Linked DNA regions of Rattus norvegicus: region 2 is linked to region 1. A link is a contact called in public Hi-C data. All regions are on one chromosome and are shown on one strand. The core of a region is the stretch at or near the end of the contact, and the rest is flanking DNA. Distances in the headings are between cores, read along the strand shown. Region 1 holds the start of Pid1 (phosphotyrosine interaction domain containing 1). Region 2 overlaps Dner (delta/notch-like EGF repeat containing).

Region 1 (5,092 bases), core at 1,152-3,651:
CCTAAGGACTTCTCACAAGCAACCCTCCCACCAGCTCAGCCTCAAGAGCTTCCTCTCAAAGAAGCAAAGAAATGCATAAACTACATGTCTTTAAGAAGAATGCAGGAGCGATTTGGGAAGAAGCCATGAGCGGGAAGAACATACTCCCAGTTTGGCTTGCTTTTAGGAACCTCAAGACTTAAGATTGATTTTTAAATCTGGAGCCATGCAGTGGTCCTGGCTGTAGTTATTCACCTGCAACAGAGCCAGGCTATTCCACAGTGATGAACCCTGTTTACTACAGCTTTTCGAAACCTAAAATCCAGGCTCTTTGAACACAGCCCCTTGAAATACAAAGCAAACTCACAGTATACCCTAACTAAGATGCTCACGACAAAATACATCTGCATGTTTTCCAGAAGGGCAAGGAAACTTGTCAATCAAGGAAGAATATCCACAGAGGATTAGCACCAGACTACTTGCCCGCCAAGGGTCATAAGCTGCAAAGCTGAGAGGAATGAAATGGTCCAGGAAAAATAATTTTAACAGATGAAAATCTACAAATACCTCAGAGGAGTCCAGGCAACACACACCACCTTGAGGGCCCGTGACTACATCTCTAAAAGGGCTTCCAAGACCTATTCTCAGCACTTGGATGGCAGGTACCACCTCCACTCACTCGTTCTGATTCTCTAGAATCGAATTCAGGCCTTGAACCAAGAGAGAAATTCAAATGCACCAGTGACATCTGATACCATTTATAAAATATACTTAGATTACCTTGTGCCAGTTGCCCCGGGGGTACTCAGATGTTCTCTTAATAAACTAGAGAGGGGGTCAGGAGACTGGGCACCACGTCTTCAACTCCAAAGCTAGCCAAGTGGGTTGATTTAATCTGTTTGAGACCTGAAGGGATTGGCCTGGAATCCAGGTCTCTCTATAAGTGGGAACATGCTCGCCCTAAGCTACCGCCCTGGAGACCATTGGGAAGGGCCTTTTTTTGTGTGTGAGGTGAGGGCAATCTGGTTCTCTGAAATGCAATGCCCTCTGCAGGCTCACACTGTGGATAAAGACTGGGAGGCAGGGTTGGCTTTGCTGAGCATTTGAGGGGCTGTCTGCGTTTGGAGCTTGGAATGCTCTTTGAGAACCCTCCCAAGTCAGCCAGGATCCTGGCCTCTCTAACCTAAGTCTCCAGACAATACTCATCCCACTGTACTTTTACCACTTAAACACTTCTTCAAAGTTTACTACACAACAGTGTAGCCCGGAGTCTGCCAAAAGTCTAGCTGCAGGATTTAGAGAATGGCTGCTGTCCCCCTGGAGAGTATTTGGGAGCAAATGGCAGTCATCAAATCTTTCAGCCAGGGCCATCCCAAGGACCAAAGTGTCACTGAATGAGTCCTATCTGGGGAAACTCCCCTTTTTCTTGTGTTACCTTGCTCTCCCAGCTGCCTAGTTTCAGAAACTAAATCAAAGACCCCGTGGCATGTCAAGGGACAGCAATGAAAAACTTTTGGTGGGATGAGCCGGGACATCCCCATTCCTGGCTGAAATTAACTTTTGCCTTTCAAATATCTGCAGAAGCTTGGATTTAGGGGACATGAAGGGGAGAGAGTGCCAATGAATAAGGGAAAAAGAAAATATGTCGCATACCACGACCAAGCCAAACCAAGCTCGACATTTCCAAATTATATTGGCAAATGCGTGCTTTCACAAATCATTTGTTCTGTCTTTTCCTAGAGACAAAAAAAAAAAAAAAGAGAGAGAGAGAGAGAGAGAGAGGGGGGATCTGAATTCAAATATCCTAACCCCAACCAGTAAATTGTGTCAGCGGGATGCAACCTTTAATGCTGTTCAGAAAGTCTAATGTTATTTATATCAACACACGCACCAACACCTCCAGGCCAAAAGTTGTAAGGCTGGAAGCAGCCCCTTAATCAATTTCATCATCCAATGACCCTGGATCAGTTCGGAGCTCTGGGCTGAGCACACAAGCATCCAGTTCCCATAGAGGAATCTTACAGAATTGTGGAGATGAGGGGTCTTGGGGAGGGGTGTAATGGGGGTGTAGATCCCTGAAAATGAGCCAAAGCATCACCTTGGCTACATCAACCCAGCACCTCCTCTTCCAGGCTGGCCCCGGGGCCTCTCGGGTGCCCCTTACCTGCAGGCGCTCAGTAGCCGGCTGCCACATCTTCCAGCCTTGGGGTTTTGGCAGAGACGCTGGCGAGACTCTGTGGGTTGCGCCCGGAAGGAGAGGGAGCTGCGGTCCCGCTGTCACATCTGGGGTCAGCGTCTGCAGGCTGAGCGTCCTGGCGCCGGCCGCAGCCCGGTGGGCGCAGGAGCTGAGAGCGGGACGAGGCGGCGCTCCGCTGCCGGCAACTTGTGGGCTCCGCTCCGGCCGCCAGTCGGTGCGCAGCTCAGACGATTGCGCAGCTCCGCCCGGGCCCCAGCGCCACGGCCGCTCCCTCCTCCCCCCGCCGCCGCCCGGACCTGCGCGGTCTGAGCATGCCCGGGCGGGCTTCTGCCAGGGGGGAACCGGCGCCTGGGGCTATGGGGTCTGTACCCCTCAGACCCTGGCGTCCTGAAAACCCTGGAGAGGCTAGAAGCTGGTCAAGTCCCTAAGTTGGTACCGGATCTGGGAAAAGGCACAAAGTGACCCAGGGAGAAAGGGCCTGGTGGAAAGATAGCGATGCCCCTCCCCGGGGGTTTTCATTCAGGGGGCGGTGGGGGAGGTGTCTGAATAACTTGGGACATGTATGGAAGAGCTTTGATCCCTTGGGTTGACTGAGTTATGTTCCACCTGCTTCACTAAGTTCTGGAGATACAGTGGTGCTCAGTAAGGGACAAGAGCACACCCCCTCTGCTGAGCTTATATTACGTGAGGGAGATGGTGGTGATGGAGGAAAGACCTGCTGGTCATAAATGTTGGGAAGAAAAGCAAAAGAACTGATGTAGAGAGAAAAGCAGAGGAGTGCATCCTTAAGACACAAAGTCAAGAGGCATTGACATGCGCGGGACTCCGCTGGATAAAAGATCTGAGAGCCTTGAGAGACAGGACACATAGCTCACCAACGAGCATCCTTCTCCAGATCTTCCAGGTGCTAACTCGGCTCTGAGAACCCATGGGGCCACCATACTGACCTCCCAGGTCTTAGGTTCCCAGGCAAGTGTTAACCTTCTGTGCAAGCCTGCTCCCACCCTCTAGGGCCTTCTGCGTGATAAATATTACTATCTATCCCCAGAGTGCGGGTGAGACAAATGAGGCGTGATGAATTTGGGTCACAAGGCCAGACACTGGCCTCAACGATGCACGTGGATGGCATGAAGGACGAAGTTCTTGGCCAGGGATACATCACAGGAAGCAAACCTGTCTGAGACAGAAACTCTGAGGGAGCTTGACAGAGTTGGGAGAGGAACCTGTATCGCAGAGTTGAGGAAGAAAGTGGGAGCAAGATGTGTGGAAGAGCTTATGAGGCAGAGCAAATAGAGAGGGGCGAAGGGAGAACATGGACCCAAACTACTGCCAGGCAAGATCCGGCGCTCAACAGGGCTGGGAGGAAAGCACTGAGACCTCTCACAGCCCATTCGAAATCAAAGTCAGCTCCTGGCCTGGGATAAACCATTTCTCTTCCCTATCCTGCACAGGTGGAGTGCTGTCCACAAAATAAAATATTCCAGAGTCTACTCCTCATTTGGACAGAAGTCCCATTTCCCAAGGTACACACTGCCATGTGAGGCACATAGCTGATATTCAGACCCAATGCTCCAGTCATAGGACTTCAAGATCTCTCTCAGGTACACCCAGGACTTTGGGTGTCCCGCTGAGCCGATGGTAAAGCCACAGGGATGAAACAAGCTTGTCTTTATCCCACCAGGCATCCACAGTGCTCTCCCACTTAATTGGACCTTCTCAGCCCTTTCTGAGCTGCAGGTACATGCTCTGAACCTTTCTTGAAAAAAATAAATAAAAATAAAACAAACAAAAACTGCCCACCCTGTATAAAGACATACCTTCCAGCTTTGTTGATATGGTCCCTGTCATTTTCAGATAAATCCCCCTCCCCTTTCCCTAATAACTAGTTCCCCCTGTGTGCTTTAACACCTAGAAAATTCCTGATGTCTTCCCCTTCTCCTACTTCTCCTTAATCGTATCCCCAAATTGAAAGAGATGCAATTCATTTAATAAAATCTAGCGACTCCAGACATACACATGAAACCCCTCAGGCAGCTAAAATAGGAATCTTCAGTTGCCAAGGATGTCTTCAGACAAGCTTTGAAATCATCTTTAGTTGCAGATACTTTCATAGGAAAAGAAAAAAGGGATTTTGTTTTAAATAGCAGTGGGGTGGGATAACAGCCTACATTCAAATCGCATTAGAGCATTAAATCCCGTCTTCTCGCCTCCCCGAATGTAATTAATTGTTATGACTCAGTTAATACGGCCTCTAGTTGTGAGCACGGTGCTATTTAAAGAAAAGGAGCTTTCGCTTTCAGCCCAACAGTCACCACCAGTTTCCACTTTGTGAAGCATTGGATACATTTGGATCCAAATCACTTGTCCTGACTTCCCCTAGGCAGTGAATAGGAAACTAGGTGACAGGAGGAAAAAGAGGCCAGGTATGGGATGGGGGTGGGTGACAAAAGGGACCCCTCCCACTCATAGGTTCAAGTGTTCCCATTCAGGAGGAACCTGCAGTGGAGGGTGAATGAAATAGAGCCATCTACTGGTCAGAGTTGGGATGTGCATGTAGGTCCCTCCCAGCAAGGCCCTGCTACTTCTAAGGGATCCCTTCCTGGTCATTCAGAAAATGCTCTCTTTTAGGGGCAAACAGTTTTGTTCTTGGCAAGGAACCACTCCTGGAGTACTCAAAGGGGGTTTGGTTGCTGCGAATGAAAACATCAAATGCATATAAGTACGTGCCTAATTCCATGTATTTAATCGCTGCCAATTATCCAAGCAGGTCGGATCATGTTAATAAATACAAGTTCAAGGAAAATAACAAAGGGGGGGAAAGACATATGTGATCCAGAAAATGATTACAAACCTCCTCAGCCATTTTATTAAACCGGATTTGATCTAATTCAGAGTCTTAAGCCCTAATCTAAGCAA
Region 2 (4,960 bases), core at 465-2,964, 270 kb after region 1:
AGCTTTTTGTTCAAGACCCAGTTCAAGGTATGGCTCAGGTTTAAACCCTTGATAACTGGACACTGTCGTGATTAATCATCTCTGTCAACTTGATTGGATTTAGAATCACCAGGAGAACACATAGCTCAATGTGCCTGTGGGGATGTTTCAAGAGGGCTTTCACAGAGGAAAGAAGACTCACCCTAAGTGTAGGACAACTATCCAGGGGTAGGGGGTTTGAATTAAAGAAAGAAAAGGAGAAAGCCTGAGGAGGCCCGTCATTCTTCTATGTCTGTTTTCTGATGCACTGAGACAAGAGTAAGCATCCTTAGGCTCCCAGAAGCTGGTCCTGCTACCATGCTGTCCTAAACATGAGGGACCAAAATAAACCCTTCTTCCTCTAGGGTGCATCTTGTCAGATATTTGATCAATGAGGACAGTAACTTAATATGTAAATATTCTCCCCTCCTAAATTCACTCAGCCTTTGAATTGATTGTATGACTCTCTAATATTTAATATACATGTCTTTGCTTTTTCATCTCTCTGTATGCAACATCATCGAAAAAGCATTGACATCTTACCAGCAATCGCCTGCTGTGTGAATTTTTCCAGTTGCCCCCTTAGTTTGGCTTTAAGCAGGAAGAAGTCTCAACTATGGAACAAGGTCCTGGTTACACTCTATTCAGTGGGGAACATAGGCAATGAGAAACAAAGAGAACCATGCGCAGCCAAACACCATTTGTGTGCGCTGACACAAAAGGTACAAGAGAAAATGAGAGAGGATAGAAAAGCCACCAAGACCGGATACTTGGCTAGGGGTGGGGATGAAAATGGATAGACTTGGAGATCAAAAAGAGGATTTCAGAAAGTGGGTATGCCAAGCACGTAGAAACTGAGAAAGCAAGGTCAGTGCGATCTGTTGCCTAATAGAGCTGCATTTCCACCCTCTCCACAATTCCTCTTGAAGACAAATCAAGGTTCAAAGTGTTTTAATTCACAACTTGGCTGCTATAGTGCATTGATTTGAATGTAGTTTTATCAGCAAGAGTGGGCAGCAGGACCACAGGATTTATGTGGCTTATTTAATAAGAATATCTATCCCATGGGCCTGAAGCAGAAGTCTCTCAAGTCAGAGATAAGCATCATACATTTCTTTGCATCCCAGATTTAACAACAATGCCCTATGTATGGAAATCCATTTACTGATGCTTGCTGAGATGTGTAGATACTGAGGGCCCCGTGTCTCATTGGGCATGTTCTAGAGTCTCCCATTATTAGCCACTTCGCCTAACAGAATTTGTCAGTGTATTTATTTAAGGAGATTTTTTTTCCATTTGTCTACCAGGCAAGCATAACTTTTGTAGGTCAGCTCACAATTACGGCGTTAAAACAAGACAGCTGTGAGAGCGTTGCTTGTTAACCGTGCCTGTGAAACCAAAAATACTCCAGCATTCAGAAACTCAAATGTCAGGGAGAGTCTCAGACATGAGTGCACAAGAGAGGTTTTTGGAAGCACAATCCCAGTCCTTTATATGCCTTACCCAGAGCTGGACAAAACTGTCCTGCTGACATGGCCTTCTTCAGTCTGTTTACTTACTACTCTGTGTTTTATATCCACAGCCTTTGAAAAAGTTACGAGTGGAGATTTGGGGGTGGGGCGGGACTCAGTGTTGTTCTCTAAAACCTCCCTGATAGCTTTTCCAAATATTTGTCTTTTATGGAATGTGCTCTGACCCAGTTTATGAAGCTTCCTCACTTTGTATGAGGTCTGTGACAGAAGGGACTTAAGTATCTACTGTCAGGAGACAGCAAAGTAAAATTAGTGCACAGGAGGTGAACTGGAGTCAAGGACCAGATCCTTCCGTGTGTCACATGAGCACCCAGGGACCGGATCCTTCTGTGTGTCACGTGAGCAGCCATCCCCCATGTTGGACAGTGTGGTGGTGCCGAGAGAACAGGTGAGAGTTGGTTCTCTCCCCTCCCCTCCGCTTCTTCACATTCACCCTAATGCACAAGTATAATGACGACTGTGACAATGACCACCCTTCTAAAGTGATACTGTGACTTAAAGTTTCCCTTGTCAGGAAACTGTTTCAGCCACTCTCCTCCAAGTCAGGCTGGTGAGGAGCTGCTGTGAGGTGTGTTGAGACAGCATCTTACTAAATGTGGACAGAGGAAAGGAGACGCTGGTTCTCAGCAGTACGTCGTCGCTTGAGTGGGAACCGGAGAAAGGGTAAGGGCAGTCCCATGATCTGTATCAAAAACTGTTCAGCTACAGTTATAGACATGCTTAAAAATTGATCAAAAGAGGAGGAAGGAAGGGAGCTGAAAGAAAGAGAAAGGAGGAATAAAAGCAGGAAGGAAAAGAGGAAGAAAAGGAAGGGAAAGGAGCATGGGGCAGGACCGGAAAAGGGAGAAGAAGGAAGGAAAGCAGGGAGAGAGGGAAGAATGGGAGGAAAAGAGAGTGGCGAGGGGAAGGGGGTTGTACTGGCTGGTTTTGTGTGTCAACTTGACACAAGCTGGAGTTATCACAGAGAAAGGAGCTTCCCTTGAGGAAATGCCTTCATGAGACCCAGCTGTGAAGCATTTTCTCAATTAGTGATCAAGGGGGGAGGACCCAGCCCATTGTGGATGGTGCCATCCCTGGGCTGGTGGTCTTGGGTTCTATAAGAGAGCAAGCTGAGAAAGCCAGGGGAAGCAATTCAGTAAGCAGCACCCCTCCATGGCCTCTGCATCAGCTTCTGCCTCCAGGTTCCTGCCCTGTTATGAGTTCCTGTCCTGACTTCCTTTGGATGAACAGCAATGTGGAAGTGTAAGCTGAATAAACCCTTTCCTCTCCAACTTGCTTCTTGGTCATGTTTTGTGCAGGAATAGAAACCCTGACTAAGACAGGGGTATTATTCACTAATTGTTCAACATTAGCATACTGGTTAAATAAAATATATTTTGATTCAATATTCAACCATTAAAGCAATTCTGTAAATTTGTACTCACTCACATAAAAGAATGCCAATAAGACATGGAGTGGGAAGAACAGATAGCCAACACGTGCGTGACCGTGCTCTCCTGTGTGTGTACACGCTGTACGCAAGAAGCAATGTATGAGGGGACCTCACAGAGTGCTAACATGGCTGTCAACGGGAGGGGCTGCAAGAAAGGAAGTTCCCATTCTTCTGTCTTTCTTCCATCTACATTTCTCTAATAAGAAATAAATGATATAGCCTCTTACCTTGTAAAAAGGAGTAAAACGGAAAAATAGCTTTGCTTCTCTGAAAGAGACTCTGTGTCCCATGACTTCATAACCTAAGCACTCCGGAGCATCTCTGTGCACCTCAGTTCTGTCCCTTGCCTCCCCTGTCTCCCTCTGGTCCCCTGTACCCCCCTCCATTCCCCTCTTGCCCTAGCTCCTAAGAAAGAAGAAATAAAAGAGATGTTGCCATAGCCCAGAAACTAGATTGCAAAGAGGTAATCAGAAATGTACTTTCCTGGTTGACATTTTTACTAACAGAGCTAAGGAATGTTTTGGGAAGTTTGCTGGCCAGAGCCCCAAGGGTTGTCTCTTAGTTAGAAGAACCCAAGCTCAGTGGTAGTGGTGAATACCTTTATTCCCAGCACTCAGGAGGCAAGGGCAGGTGGATCTTTGTGAGTTCAAGGTCAGCCTGGTCTTAGGTGGGGCTCACCCATACAGCAAGAACCTGTCTCAAAAAAAAAAAAAAAACTTTAAAATATAATAATAATTCTTTAGGATTTCATTTTTCCAAATTAATCTAAACATAAATCCCATTATCTTTACTTTTTTAAAATAAAAGGCTAAGGAAGAGGGAAAGAAAATTGACAGAATGGAGAGGCAGAGAAAGGAAAAACCAATAGCTTAATAGAAAAACCTTGTGTTTGTTTCATGGAACCAAGAAAATCCCCAACCTGATCCCTGGGTTCAGATTCAGAAGTATCTGCTGTTTGTCCTTTGAAACTCTGAAACAGAGGCTCAAACACTGCAGAAGCCCCTTAGTGCCTCACAGGGGTGACTTCACAAGTGAGGGACTTCAAGCAGGCTCACACAGACAGGAGTTACTCTACCCTAATCTACTTCTTGATTAGCATCAGTTTTAAGTGTCTTAAAGACTCCCTGGGACATTTAAAAGAATCTCTTTTAGACCTACCAGGTCCACCTAGCTATGGAGGCTGCCTCCTGGGACTATCTTGGAAGGTGAGAGAACACTTCCTTCCTTTTATGCTTGCCCCTTGCCCCAATCCCACCACAGCAGGGCCCTGGAGCCCCAGCCTGCCTGCTGCAGCATGTTGCATGCCCAGGGTGGAACTGTACCGTATACTGAGTTCATCACCACAGTCAGCAAGGGGGGCCAACAAATAATGATGCCGGTGGGTTGTGTCAGTACTTGGAAAAACATGAATTCTAGGCTAAGTCTTCGCTTACATAGTAATACCAATCATGGAAAGAATACTTATAAGCCCCTACATGCTGATAACATTAAAATGTGGTTTTGGTTTAAAAACAACTTTAATACCTCACAATCATCTTCTAATGAGATAACAAGGGAAAGAAATGACCTGAATTATACATGGGGGAAGGGCAATTTTGCACTCCCTCTGCTTTTGGTCTTTAATAACTATTACTTTTAGATTGATTGATTGATTGATTGATTGATTGTGACAAGGTTTCTCTGTGTAGCCCTGGCTTTTGGTCTTTAATAACCACTACTTGATTGATTGATTGATTGTTTTGTGTGACAAGGTTTCTCTGTGTAGCCCTGGCTGTCCTGGAGCTAGCTCTGTGAACCATGTTGACCTTGAACTCATAGAGCTCCTGCTGCCTCTACCTGCTGGGATCAAAGGCATGCATCCCTACCGCCTCCCCCACCCCCACACCCCCACACCCACGCACAACACTATTCCTTTTCATTTTAACAAGTCCAAGTTTGGGGTTTTCCTCCCCACCTCTATCATAGGAGCTTAGTAGAC

Evidence for each region. A called contact is a pair of places that touch in the nucleus more often than the background predicts.
Region 2: a Hi-C map of frontal cortex shows a contact between it and region 1, with 2.1 times the contacts expected there. The contact joins the enhancer-like site here to the promoter of Pid1 in region 1. A contact is called at or near these places in 5 of 12 Hi-C or Micro-C datasets (the A7r5 cell line, the Rat2 cell line, Schwann cells and 2 more).

What each region holds. Positions count from the first base shown.
Region 1 is chr9:92,948,767-92,953,858 of GRCr8, forward strand. Pid1 (phosphotyrosine interaction domain containing 1) reads right to left here and starts at 2,402. Exons shown (of 3, transcript NM_001379478.1): 1 at 2,144-2,402. The coding sequence starts at 2,173.
Region 2 is chr9:93,218,672-93,223,631 of GRCr8, forward strand. All of the region lies in intron 4 of Dner (delta/notch-like EGF repeat containing), which reads right to left. Among named protein-coding and RNA genes, the nearest start is that of Dner, 130 kb to the right of the region's middle. Within about 2 kb of position 1,715, at least 5 of the 93 cell types and tissues checked have an H3K27ac peak or open chromatin away from gene starts, as enhancers often do.